Regions from separate parts of the Mus musculus genome. Here region 1 is linked to region 2. A link is a contact called in public Hi-C data. All regions are on one chromosome and are shown on one strand. Each heading gives the region's core, a stretch centred on a gene start, on an enhancer-like site or on the middle of the called end of the contact. The rest is flanking DNA. Distances are from core to core; before and after follow the strand shown.

The links. A called contact is a pair of places that touch in the nucleus more often than the background predicts.
Region 1: a Hi-C map of cerebral cortex shows a contact between it and region 2, with 4 times the contacts expected there. The contact joins the promoter of 2900024J01Rik here to the enhancer-like site in region 2. A contact is called at or near these places in 1 of 484 Hi-C or Micro-C datasets (cerebral cortex) and 3 of 115 datasets of contacts at active chromatin or transcription factors (bone marrow-derived macrophages, differentiating embryonic stem cells and embryonic stem cells).

The regions. Positions count from the first base shown.
Region 1 is chr1:180,775,081-180,781,661 of GRCm38.p6, forward strand. It overlaps 2900024J01Rik (a long non-coding RNA gene), which reads left to right and starts at 2,881. Exons shown (of 3, transcript XR_373751.4): 1 at 2,881-2,979.
Region 2 is chr1:180,517,989-180,524,890 of GRCm38.p6, forward strand. No RefSeq gene overlaps it. Among named protein-coding and RNA genes, the nearest start is that of Stum, 38 kb to the left of the region's middle. Within about 2 kb of position 2,308, at least 30 of the 459 cell types and tissues checked have an H3K27ac peak or open chromatin away from gene starts, as enhancers often do. A contact at or near this core is called in cerebral cortex, where this site is marked.

The DNA.
Region 1 (6,581 bases), core at 1,631-4,130, 260 kb after region 2:
GGAGGGGGGACCCAAAGGTAATGATTGATGGGGCAGTGTTCTGTCTGGGGAGGCAGCCGAAGAACCCACTGTAGGAAGATTAGGGGACACAGAGGGAAACTGAGACCTCTGTGACCCTTAGAGACCAGTTCTGCCCGCCAGCTCCCTGCCCAGGCTGAGCATTTCACTCCTAGCTAACCAGTGCTCTTCCAGCTATTACCTAGAATACTGGGAATACCTGGGAATACCTAGGATATTGCTGGGGTTAACTGTTCACCCACTGGGAGAAGAACCTCACTTCTGCCTTCCCGGGGTAGGTGCCAAGGCACTGTGGGCTCGGCAGTAATGAGACAGACAAGAAAAGTGAACGCATGTCCCTGCAGGAGGGGAGCTACCGCTACCAGGAGCCCCCAGCTGGCCAGGGGTGGGATTGGCTTGCCTCCTAGCCAGGTTCAAGGTTCCTAACACAGAGCATCCTTCCAGAGGTGCACCCCTATCCCGCCAGCTGCTCAGGAAGTGGGGAGAGGCTGGCAGAGACGATCTGCACTACCGCAGTAGTGCTCCTCCTCATCCAACGCTCGCGAGACAGATCAGTCCCCAGGAAGAGAGGGCACTGGTTTCAGTCTAGATATCCTCACAGACATCTGAGTCCTTTCCTACCTGAAGTGATGAGGTGATGCCCCAGAGGCCCAGAGTAACAGGCTTGTTCTCTGCTCTGGGATGGGGCCCCACCATCCACTAACCCTTCCTTCATCTGGTGCATGACAAACTGCCCTTTCCCCATAGAAGGGCTGGCTGTACAGTGGGAGGGAGGTCCTCTCCCTAAGGTCCTCCCCTGTCCCAGTCCCCCTTGTCTCTGAAGGGGGTCCATCATCCCACTTAATGTAAATTACACTCAAAGAAATGGTCCTTAGATCCCTCCCCCTTTCTCCCCTCTGTTTCTGTCCGTGACTTCATGTCCAGGACTTGGAATAGTGCCAGGACCACACTCAGGATGGGGCCCTAAGAGAAAATCAGCAACCAAGTAGCAAGAAGACAAAAGAGAGTGAACAAGAAAAAAAAAAAAAAAGGTATGAAAATAGGCTTAGCTGCTTTGGGGTTTTCCTTTGTGTTTATTTTTAGCAAGGATTGTGTGCCTAGCTCTGCAGTAAAACAGCTGATGCTACCAATCTTTGTTCCAGGGATCTGCCCGAGGCAACCTCACAGGTTTCTGCAGCCCAAAGGGAAGGTGATGGGTTGCCTGGCCCACCCAAGCTGAATCCAGAGCATTAGTCTCACAGGACCTTTTCCCTCTCGTGGTACCTTCTGGGTATGGAGGAAACGAGAAGCCAAGTGCTTTGGACAAGGCTGGAAGCTGAAGAGGCAGCCCTGCTTGCGGGCTTAAGCTTCCAGAATGGATCTCCTGCTGGCGTCTGCAGGGAGAGGCTGAAATGCCCAGGAGAGATCTCCACATCAGGCATCCGGAGGAGGCAGAAGAGAGGCCACCACTGTTGGGTCTCACACTCCATTTTGGATTTGCCTTTGAGGATCCCCACCCCCGACTTCCCCAAGGGGAAGGGCTAAGGGAAAACTATTTAGTTGGTGAACCCTACCTTAAGACGCCAGATTCTGGCACAGTCCCCTGTCAAGCTAGTGCAAGCCATCTGGGAGAACCACATGGGCCCTGAGCTTCCAAGAGACCCTGAAGGCTGGAAGGCGGACATTAGGAAATAAATACTTTACCTCTGTCCTTCCGTGTCTCAATACTGGTGACTTGTGGGCACTGCCCTCCACGCAGAGCTGGACAGAGTCCCTGCACAGAATAGGCCTGGTCATCCTGAGCAAGAAGATTAACAGAGCGGGGCAGTGGTGGTGCACACCTTTAATCCCAGCACGTTGGGAGGCAGAGGCAGGCGGATTTCTGAGTTCGAGGCCAGCCTGGTCTACAGGGTGAATTCCAGGACAGCCAGGGCTACACAGAGAAACCCTGTCTCGGGAAAGAAGAAGGAGGAGGAGGAGGAGGAGGAGGAGGAGGAGGAGGAGGAGGAGGAGGAGGAGGAGGAGGAGGAAGATGATTACCAGAGCACCCTGCAGAGGACTCTAGAATTCTGAGGAAGAGACGGTGTGACACAGGGACTTTAATTCATACTCTGGACAGTTAACACTTGAGGTGTCCAGGGATCACCACTTCAGGGATGACTAAATTACTGCTTATCTACATAAACACCCAAAAGAGTCATAAATTAAGGTTCTTTTGCAAAGTGATTTATGTACCATATGTGACCTGAGAGAAAGAGTGATCTGGCTGGCACTTCTGGCCCAAGGAACTTCTGAAAATCCAGCGAGCTGTGGTCTGGGGCTGGAGCTGCCGGTCGTGTGGTTCCGGGGCCGCTACTGCAGGAAAACAGCTGTGCTTCTTTCTAAGAGATCCTGTTGTACACACCAGGCCTTGCACTGAGTAACAAAACAACACTACGACCTCTAATGTCTGTGTCTGTGACTGGAGACAGTCTTGCAAGGTGGTGGCGAGGAGGCCACAAGCTTTCGAATATCAAATTTCTGCTGCAGCGCCTTGCGGCTGTGAAACCATAGCAAGGTCAGAACCAGGGTCCCAACCTCTCCAGGGCCCCGAGGCTCATGGTCTCCCACTGCAGGAGCATACCTGCTTCCGGGACCAGCTTTCTTTTGGGGGAACGGCGCGGCCTAGCGGCCTCTGGTAACCGATGCAAGGATCCCTCTCTTCCCTCTCCCTTCCCCCTCCCGAGTCCCAGCTCTTGGTTTGCGCCTTGGCCTCGGGATCTTCCGGGTCCCACCGCGCGCTGCTCGCGGGCAAGCCGCTGGGCTCTGGCGCCTTGAGCATCCGAGCAGGTCCTGCCCCCGCCGTAGGCGTGGGGACCTAGAGCTGCCCTCCGCTCCTTGTCCCGGGCCAGAGGCGGACACTAGGCGGTAGAAGCAGCTGCAGGGTCTGCCCTGCCCCCGCCCCGCGCGGAGAGCTGCTGCCAGGAACAGCAATATTAATAGGTACAAACTTCCTGGAAAGATTTTCGTCTTCGCGGTAAATGACCCCTCCTTGTCTGCCGGGGCAGGCGACGGGGAAGCCTGGGACCCACAGGAGCCAGGGACATTTGGGACCCATGGAGCTGTGGCTCACGAGAGCTGAGGTTCATTGGTTGGGGACCCACTCGGTGGGCAGGTCACAGACACCGTAGGGCAGGGCTGGGCTCGCCTTGGTAAATTAGGCGTTGGAGCCGCGACGCCCGATTGCCATTCCTCGGGAGCGCGCACGCCCTGGGCCACCCCGCCCGTATGCAGCGGCCGTAGCTCCTCCTCCGGATCGGGCTTCGGGGACCTTTGGTCACTTAGGAGCACCCAAACAACTCTGCAGCTGGTGCCCATAGGTGCGCGTCATTCCTTTCTCTAGAATTACCTGGCCCAGAAGCAGTTGTAGCCAAAGCCACCTCTCTCTTTCCCAGTCGCCAAGAGAGGACGGATCAGGAAGCGTCCCACCGGCCGCTTGGGCGCTGTGTGGTCAGTCCATGCCTGCATCTTGCGGATAGTCAGGTCCCAGTGCCTCCGCAGGAGGCTCACTCCCCGTACGGTGGCTGGAGTTCCCAAACCCTTTTTTTTTTTTACAACTCTGGACAGGGCGCCTGTTCTAGATTGGTTGGAGGTGTTTTCCCACCTGAAAGTCATCATTCATTGAAAATATTTATTGAAGCCGATGTGGTGGGAAGCTTGTAATTCCAGCACTCTGGAGGCAGAGGGAAGAGGATCTCCCATAGGTAAAGTTAGCCAGGTACTGAGCCCTTGACTTAAACAAACAAATTATCGCTACAAAGCAAACACAAAAATCCTCTTTCCCAAAACTTGAAAAAAAAAAAAAAAAGACAGAATTGAAACATACATGTGGGCAGATGGCCATGGAAGCTCACGGGAGGAGAGGCAGGAAGAGGATGGAGCAGGACAGAGCTGTGTAGACGTGTTTAGTGTTGGGACTGGGTGGTTGGGAAAGAGCAAGCCAGCCTCACAGGCTCACTCCCAAAGATGAAGACTGGCCCTGCTGGTTCCACCGGTGGTGTGGGAGTCAGAACGGCAGTTTGGGGCATGCTGGGTTTGATGCACACATTGGACATCCAAGGGTAGGGCGGAACAGATACTGGTCAGACAGGTCTCCATGCGAGATGCGAGACAGGGGAAAACACCTGAAGGAACCACCAGCCAGCCACCTCTGCTTATGGAGTGCGTGACGGTACAGTATGCGTAGGTGTAGCTAGCTTGAAACTCTCTGTAGATCAGGCTGGCCTCGATGGAAAGATCAGCCTGCCTCAGTCTCCTGAGTTGCTGTCATCCCAGTCGGAACTAAAAAATTTAAATTTAACTAATTTAAATTGAAAACAGGTTATTGACTCAGTTATTTGAAAATCTTTATTCTGTCTGAAACAACTAGGGTATAGACATCTGTTTTTTCAATGGCTTTCACATTGGGTGGTTTATAGTCGCCTCTAAGTCCAGCTCCCTGGAGTCAGAAACTCATTTTATTTTATTTTATTTTATTTTATTTTATTTTATTTTAGTGTATGGGTGTGTTGCTCATGTGTCTGTACACTACATGCATGCCTACTGCCCAGGGAAGCTAAAGAGGGCATAGAATCCTCTGGGTCAGCTACTCGAAAATCTTCAACAAGTCCTCCTCCTCCTCCTACTCCTCCTCCTCCTCCTCTCCTTCCTGTTTGTTTTTGTTTTATTTTGAGGCGAGGAGGTCTTTTTATGTATCCCTACCTGATCTGGAACTCTGTATACCAGGCTAGCCTCAAACTCACAGAGATCCTCCTGCCTCTGCCTCCTGAGTGCTGGGATTGCGCTTCCTAAGAAGCCGGGATGGTCGGTGATGTGTTTCCAAGGCCTGGCACAGGGACCACAGAAGGGCTCTGATTTATCCCTGATTCCTGAATATTTCAGGCGCTCAGATGCTCACAAGAATTCTGGTGTGTGTGTGTGTGTGTGTGTGTGTGCACTCGCACATGCACATGAATATAATCCAGGATTTCATGTAAAATGAGATACAAAGCCACGAGGAACAGGAGTCACTGGGTGTGGAAGGAGACCAGGCACTCCGGAGATGTTTCTCTCACTACTCATTATTAGCCCCAGGGATCCCCAAGGAGGGGCCTTTGTGTATCTTTCCTTTCCTGTTAAACCTAACAGAGTCCAAGACCAAAGGAACACCAAGCTGATAGTGGCCCTTCCTCATTCTAGGCTCCAGAGATGCCCTGAAGCAAGGTGCAGAGACCAGAGGCTTACTGCCTCTCTGCATTTTGAAGTTATCATTGCCTCCCATCTATGATTGCTTGATGCACCAAGCTCCCAGAAGAACCAGGAATCAGGCCGAGCAAAGTTCACGCTGGGAGCTTTGACCGGTCTGCACGGACCGCTCAGGTGTCCTGGCCCTCCAGCTCACATCACGCATTACCATTTTGTTCCTTAGCCACCGTGACTTTGCCCACACTCCTGGTCCTGCTTAGTTGTTTTTGATGGCTATTAGGGAATCCAGTGAGCAGTGAAGGGTGGAGCATTCCAAGAGGAGTCAGGAAAATACAGCAGAGGTGCCTAGGCAGCAAGGTCCTCGGTGATATGGGAGAAGAACCAAGTTGGAGCTGTGCTGGGTCTGGGCTGGATAAAGATGTATTTCCCAGGAGTGAGGGGACACTGAAGCAATGGAGAGGCATCTCGTGTGCTGTCTTCTGGGGATAAGGAATAGATGGAGGACAAAGGCAACTAAGAAGGTGTCACATTGTCCCCTATACCCTTCTTCATTCAATTTCCATATCCCGGCAAGAACTGACCTGCCTCTAGACTTACCAAGCAGAACAGTCATTGTTTGCCCAGTGAATACACAGGCACTTCCATCTTCCAAAGTCCTGACCTCTGGCTAATGGACTAGTATTGCCCTGTCAGCTACAACTGGAAGCGACCTGCAACATTTCTTTGTCACCTTGGTCAAAAGCATAAGGGCTCTGTGCCCTGTCTACCATGCCAGAGTGAGTGGTTATTGCTCATAAGTTGGCTCTTCTGGGAGTCTGGACCCCTGAGGCCCTGGGTAGGTAGGGCAGAGCCTTCCTCCCCATGCTCAGTCCCTGCTCGGTGGCCTTATAACATGGTTGAATAATGAACCTTACTAAATGTAGTCACTGATCTGTGCGGACTTCCAGCCATAGAACCTGGTTGGAAGTGACTTGGAGATCAGGTGCAGGGGCCTCCCCCTCTCAGAGAGCATCCTCCATCCCCACTACTCATGGGTTGGTAGAGCAGGGCAGGTATAGGGCAGGTATGGATACTGAGCGAGGGAATTGCTGAGACTTTGCAAAGTGCAAGGTTCACACCTCTGGGCCTGCTGCCCGGTGGGCTGAGCTGCTTGGGTGCATGCGTTGCTGTGACTCCAGATGAGATGGCATGGCATGCGGAAAGAGGCCAAGGACAGACAGTAGGTAGAGAGAAGCAGAAATACAGGGGCTCCTTCAGGTACTGGCCCTGTTTCAGGAAGGAGAGAGGCCAGAGTGTAGATTGGGCCTCAAGGCTGAAACAGCCTCCTTACTGCACCGACCTCCTGCTCAGCACTTCTGGTC
Region 2 (6,902 bases), core at 1,058-3,557:
TACTTGTGTCTGGCATTTTGCAGCAGTGACAGGAAGTTGCCTACTACATTGGGGATTGTTTCCAGGATCCTTTTCAAAGACAAAAAAAATCCTAACAACTGCCATAGAATCTGGATAATCTACCCATATCCTCTTGTAGATTTAGGTCGTCTGTAATTACTTTTAATACGTGATATGATGAGAATGCTGTGTAAATAATCGCTAGGCTTGAATGTTAGATTCAAGGAATAATAATGAAGAGCAAGTAGGTATATGTTCAAGAGATATACAGCATTTTATTTTTCAGAAATTTCCAGCAAAATGTTCTTCAATATGCATTGTCCTAAGAAAAACTGGGGACCTCTGTAGGGGTAAGGAATTTAGTCAGCGATGCAAGGGCTTGTGGTACCAGACAGTCTGGAGCATCAGAGAGAGGGACAAGAATAAATGGAACACGTGTTAGCTAACACCGTCAAGAAAGAAAAACCATCAAGCATTTGCCAGAGCTGCAGGAACAACTGGAGAAAAAGCCAGGCGTGGTTCACAGAACACCAAGCAAATGTTTAAATGGGACCATTTGCTAGCTCCAGGATAAACAAAGGAAGCGGGGAGACAGCCAATGTACAGGACTTACCCTGCCATAAACAACAAGTATTCAAAATACAGTCATGCCCTGTTTCCATCACGGGCAGACAGCACGTTTGCCTCTGCCACCCAAGTGCTTAGGTTAAATAAACACCACCAAGTCAGGCCGTCTCTGTAGCCCAGGCTGACCTCAGACTCTCCCATCTTCCTGTCTCAGCCTTCTGAGTACCAGGATTACAGGTATGGTTCACCACGCCTGACTAAGAGTTTTAGTTTTACATGAAGAAAAGAACTCTGGAGAGGTTGGGGCTGTACCTCAGTAGCAGACCTTGGGTGTCCTGCGTTCATCCCTGGGACTGCTAGAACTGGATGTGGAGGCAATCAGAGACAGAGGCAGGAGAGCCAAGGTCATCCTTGGCTAGATAGTGTGTTCCAGGCCAGCCTGGGATATCTCAAAGTAGAGGGCGTGATGGTTATGGGGAAGGAAAGCTACAGAGGTAGGTGGCGGCTATGGCTTCACAGCAATGTAAGACAGTCGGTTCTGTTGAACTGTATGTACACTTAGAAGTGATTGAAGCAGGCCGGGCAGTGGTGGCGCACACCTTTAATCCCAGCACTTGGGAGGCAGAGACAGGCGGATTTCTGAGTTCGAGGTCAGCCTGGTCTACAGAGTGAGTTCCAGGATAGCCAGGGCTACACAGAGAAACCCTGTCCCCCCAAAAAAAACAAAACAAAACAAAAAAAGAAAAGAAAAGAAGTGATTGAAGCAGTGAGTTTCATGTCCCATGTATGCTCCACAGAGAGCACTCACAGTACAAACGTGACGGTAGCCACACTGACGAGGACACAAAGCACAGAGCTGAAAAGAGATGTATGAAGAGGACCCCGGAGCTGCTCTTGTTGCATGAGTAGGCTGGTTGTCCTTATCATCCTCTTCCCCATGACAGAGGTCACCACCCAAAGCTCCTTTGCTCTCTGACCAACGAGAAGCAGGAAGAAGAGCGGAGAACTGAATTTGCTGGCTCCTCGGAGAACAAACACAACAGTCTGCTCTGTTGTACTTGCCCATTTCTCTGGTAAAAAGACTCCTACCAAAAGAGATGTCAACGGACCAACTTACCACTGGAAAAGGCAGCTCTTCGTGAGCTGGTTCCAACCGCCATTGGCAGAAAGAGGAAGAGATGTGGGAATTCCCCGTCCCACCCACCCACCTACCCCTTGTCTGCTTCCTCTCATCCTCTGCCCTGGAGAGTCACATCTTCCTGAGACTGCGGCCCAACCCAGACAGTCCTCCATTACCTGCCTCCAACCTCAAGCTTAAAGGATGTCCTCCCCTCCCCCCACACCAGCCACACCTGTCCATCCAGAACATCTCAAGAACCCCTCTACCTGGCTGCCCAAACAGTCCTAGTTAACTCAGTTTCCCTGCTCCCACCTTACAGTAATGCTTGCCCAAGATTTCACGCCCCAAGATTTCTATGAACTACATACTGTTTCTTCATGGGGTGCTGCCTCAAACAAGGGGGGGGGGTCAGTTCCACAAGATGCACAGCAGGAAGACCTTTCTTCTACCGCAACACGGAATGGGGAGTCAAGGGGGTGAGAGGTGCGTCCTGCTCTGACCTGGCATCCTCAGCCCTGCATCCCCCTTCCGTGTTCTGTGATGCTCTTTCTGGGGCAGTGAAGCTCCCAGAATGTTGAATGTATCCCAAAGCATTTCCTGAATTGTGTGGAACAGAGATCACCAGCTGCTTTTCTTCCACTCGCTACAGAACGTTCGCTGTTCCTTGGATTTAGCTAATGCACTTTCATGCCTCGTTTGAATCTTCAATTGGACCCCAGCCCGGAGAGTCACTGCCCGTAGGAGGTGGCACAGAGCCCTCCCACAAAAATTACAGTCCTCTTAAGAAAAATCACAGTCCTTACCCAAACTGCTGGATTCAGAACTGGCATGGATAATTTACATACATTTAGAGGATGAATTCAAGAACTGTGAAATCCAAGCCAGAGAAAAATGAAATAAGCACAATTTGCTACAATTGTGTCTCAACTCAGCGTGAAGGCCAAGTCGGTGAAGTGACATTCTCCCGCTTAGCATACAATTCTGCTGGTTTTTTCTTAGGCCGGTGGGCTCGGGTCTGTGGAGATGATATTCCTTCCAGCTGCCCCCACCCACATACCGTTAACCCAGCCTCTGAGAGGCAGAGGTGTGGACAGCACCCACCCAGCCTACCCAGCAGGGTGGATGGTTTAGTAGAGAGGGCAGAATAAGAAGAGTGAGCTAGGATTAGAATCAGAATTGATACTGAAGCTGTCACAGACCTGGGATTAGGGTTTAAAAGCCTAGGATAGGGGTTTGCATCTGTAAATCCAACCCTTGTACAGGAGGATTACAGTTAGTTTGAGGCCAGTGAAACCCTGTCTCAAAAACCCAAAACAACAGACAGTGGTGGTGAGAGCCTTTAGTTCCAGCACTCAGGAGGCAGAGGTGGGCAGGTCTCTGAGCCTGGGGTTCTGCAGGGGAACTACAGACAAGTTCCAGGACAGCAGGACCACACAGAAAAACCCTGCCTTGAAAAACAAACAAACAAACAAACAAACAAAACTGTTAAAAGAGATGAAAAGGAAAACCAAATTGGGGCTGGTGTCAGGGATATGGTTACAGTTAGGGTTGGAATTAGAGTGCGGTTATAGAAGGTCTTGAAAACGGAGTAGTGTCATCCTTTTTAGGTTTTCCTTTGTCTCTTTTGGTCCCTGTCCAACACTAAACTCAACACAGGAGGCATAAACAAGCCCAATACCTTAGGTGCTCTTACAGAGCCCTCTTCTGCAGCCTCCCTGGGACCTGAAGCTGTTGTTAGCCAGGCTCCCCAGCCTCAGTGAAGAGCCCGTCTTCCCACCCCGCAGCTACTCTCCCTCCACCTGTGAATGCAGACCAGGAGTCTACTTACACACCTGGGTAAAGTTTGTTATTTTTATGTTTATTTTGGTGTGTGTATGGTAGGCGTGCGGGTACGTGTGTAAACATGTATGTAGAGACCAGGGGTTGACTTTCCTGTCTCCTTTGATTATGATTTACCTTTATCTGAGGCACAGTAGAAATTTAACCTGAGTATGGTGCTCAGAAGAGGGGCCTTGGGAAGTGACTGGGATCAGATAAAGTCATGGGGTGGATCCCCATGATCGATTGCATGCCAATGGATTTGTAAAAAGAAATTGCAATGTGCTCTCTCTCGCGCACGCTCTCTCTTTCTTTCTCGCTCTCTGTCTGTCTTTCCCTCCCTCCCTCCATCCCTTTCTCTCCTCTCCTCTTTCTCTGTCACATACACACACAGGCATGTGCACACACACACACACACACACACACACACGTGTGTGTGTGTGTGTGTGTGCTTGCTTGTGCACTACACGACTCCCCTGGTGGCTAGATGTGAAATGTCCTCAGTGTTGACAAATCTAAAAGCTTGTAGAACCTTTTGGAGTTAGAGCCTTGCTAGAGAAAATGGGTCACTAGAGTGTGGCCTTGAACGTCCATGGCCCACCCGGCCCTGTTCATGCTCTGCTTACTGACCACAGGTGCAGTATAGCCAGCAGCCTCAAGCTCCTGCCACCACGCCTACCTCTGCTGAGGGCTGGGGTGGGCTAGAGTACAGAATGGGAGGTAGGCAGAACTCCCCTTTCTTTTCTTTCTTTCTTTCTTTCTTTCTTTCTTTCTTTCTTTCTTTCTTTCTTTCTTTCTTTCTTCCTTCCTTCCTTCCTTCCTTCCTTCCTTCCTTCCTTCTTTCTTTCTTTCTTTCTTTCTTTCTTTGTCTTTATTTATTTTATTTTATATGTATTTACTTACTACCCATGTACATGTGTGTGCATGCTGGGCACACGAGCAGCTGGAGGATAGCTTTGTGGTTGCTGGTTTTCTCAGTCCACCATATGTGTTCCAGGGTCTGAACTCATTGACAGGTACTTTCATCTTCTGAGACAACTAGCTGGCCTTAATCCTCTCTTCCTCCTCCTCTTCCTCCACCTCCACCTCCTCCTCCTCCTCTTCTTCCTCTTCTTCTTCTCCTTCTTCTTTTCCTCCTCTTTTCTTCTTCTCTTCCCTTCCTTCCTTCCTTTCTTCCTTCCTTTCCTCTCTCTCTTCCTTCTTCTTTCCTTTACTGGTCTAATATAGCCCAGACTCACAGAGCACTTCCAATCCCCCTTCCTTAGCTTCCTGTGTCCTGGATTTACAGTAGCTTCCTGTGTCCTGGATTTACAGGTGTATGCCACTGTGACTACTTGTGGAAGTACAAATATGTGAGTATACTATGCTCCAATAAAATGTACATTTCAAATGAAACAGCTATATGGTAGATGAGTTATGTCCCAATAAAGCTGTTGAAATAAAATGTTAAAGGTTACAAAAGAATATATATGATAGCATTCCATTTCTGTAGCAGCTTTAAACAGAGACAAAATAATGTATCGCATAAGGTGTATATTTGGTAACCAGTGGAGAAAACAGGGGGATAAACAAAGTTCTCAGCAGAGCAGCTGCCTGTGGGACAGAAAAGACAAAAATATGCTTGCCAAGTGAACACACGCACACGCACACACACACGTTGGGATTGCCCTGTTTCTCTTTAGGGCAAAATGTTCCACCACCACTGAGCTACTGGGTATGTGGCAGAAGGGACATATCTCTTAAGGTGACATATCTCAGCTCTCTTAAGACAAGCTCTCAGTAAGTCTCTGAAGTTGGCCTTGAACCCACTTTGTAGCCGAGGTAGGCCTTGAACTTGCTGTTCTCTGGAGTTTCTGGTATTATAGACCTTCATTGACAAGCCTAACTGGAATTGTCCTGTTTCATAACCAGCGATGAGGGGAGGATGCTAACATAGCAATGGACTCATGGGACTGGGGGCAGGCCTGGCAAGTGTGAGCCCCTGGGTTCATCACCAACACGTAAGACAAGCTCATGGAATGCTGTTGGCTGGACAACTGTTAGGATGCAGCTGTGCTTGCCTGTGAGATGCCTGGAGCACACTTTTCCATTCACACCTTCCTTTGGGCATGTGCACAATAAATCTAGGCTGTGACTCCTGTCTAAAGGAAATTCAGAGACAAAAAGTGTGGAGCAGAAACTGAAGGAAAGGCCATCTAGAGACTGCCCCCACCTGGAAATCCACCCCACATACAGACACCAAACCCAGACATTATTGTGGATGCCAAGAAGTACTTGCTGACAGGAGCCTGATATAGCTGTCTCCTGAGAGGCTCTGTCAGAGCCTGACAAATACAGAGGAGGATGTTCTCAGCCAACCATTGGACTGAGCATGGGATCCACAATGGAGGAGTTAGAGAAAGGACTGAAGGAGCTGAAGGAGTTTACAACCCCATAGGAAGAACAACATGAACCACCAGACCCCCCAGAGTTCCCAGGGTCTAAACACATGGAGCAACCCATGCATGGCTCCAGCTGCAGATGTAGCAGATAATGGCCTTGTCGGGCATCAGTGGGAGGAGAGGCCCTTGGTCCTGTGAAGGCCCGATGCCCCACTGTAGGAAAATGCAGGGCAGAGAGGCAGGAGTAGGTGGGTGGGTGGGGAGCACCCTCATAGAAGCAGGGGGAGGGAGGATGGGAAAAGGGGTGTCCGGAGGGGAAACCAGGAAACGGGCTAACATTTGAAATGTAAATAAATAAAATAACCAATTTAAAAAAAAAAAAGACTAGCCATTGGGGAAAAAAAAAATCTAAGCTATGAGACTTCTGGTCAGTCCAAGCAAGATTCTACATATCGGGTGGAGAGACGAGGAAAGGGCTGGATCCGCTGAAGGAGGCATTCTGTGGGAAGGTAATGAAGGGGACGTTCCGGAGAACGCTCACAGAATGAAATAATAAAGAACACAGAGGCTCTGCAAGAGGGTTAAAAAGGAAGACACCCTTGGATTAGTGACCCATTTCGTCTGTCTTCCTCAGATACCCCCAGGTTACATGGTACAGGTAGGTTCAAGTGGCTTTTACCATTCATTTATACCTGCCTGTTTGCCAAGGAAACATGCTAAGAAAGGAGAAGGAGGGAAAAGGTGGTTCAAAAACATTTCATGGTTGTAACTAGCATTTTCTTAAAACAAAACAAAACACCTTGTTTTTATATATGTGTGGACCTTGTTTTTATTAGTATGTGTGTGAACCTTGTTTTTATTAGTATGTGTGCACACGTGTTTGTGCCATGGCACTAACGTGGTGCTCAGAAGACAACTTCGTGGGGTTAGTTCCCTTTCCACCTATCATGGCTTCCAGGATTTGGACTCAGGATAATGGGCAAGGCAAGCACCTTCAAGGCCAGCGCCAACTCTCC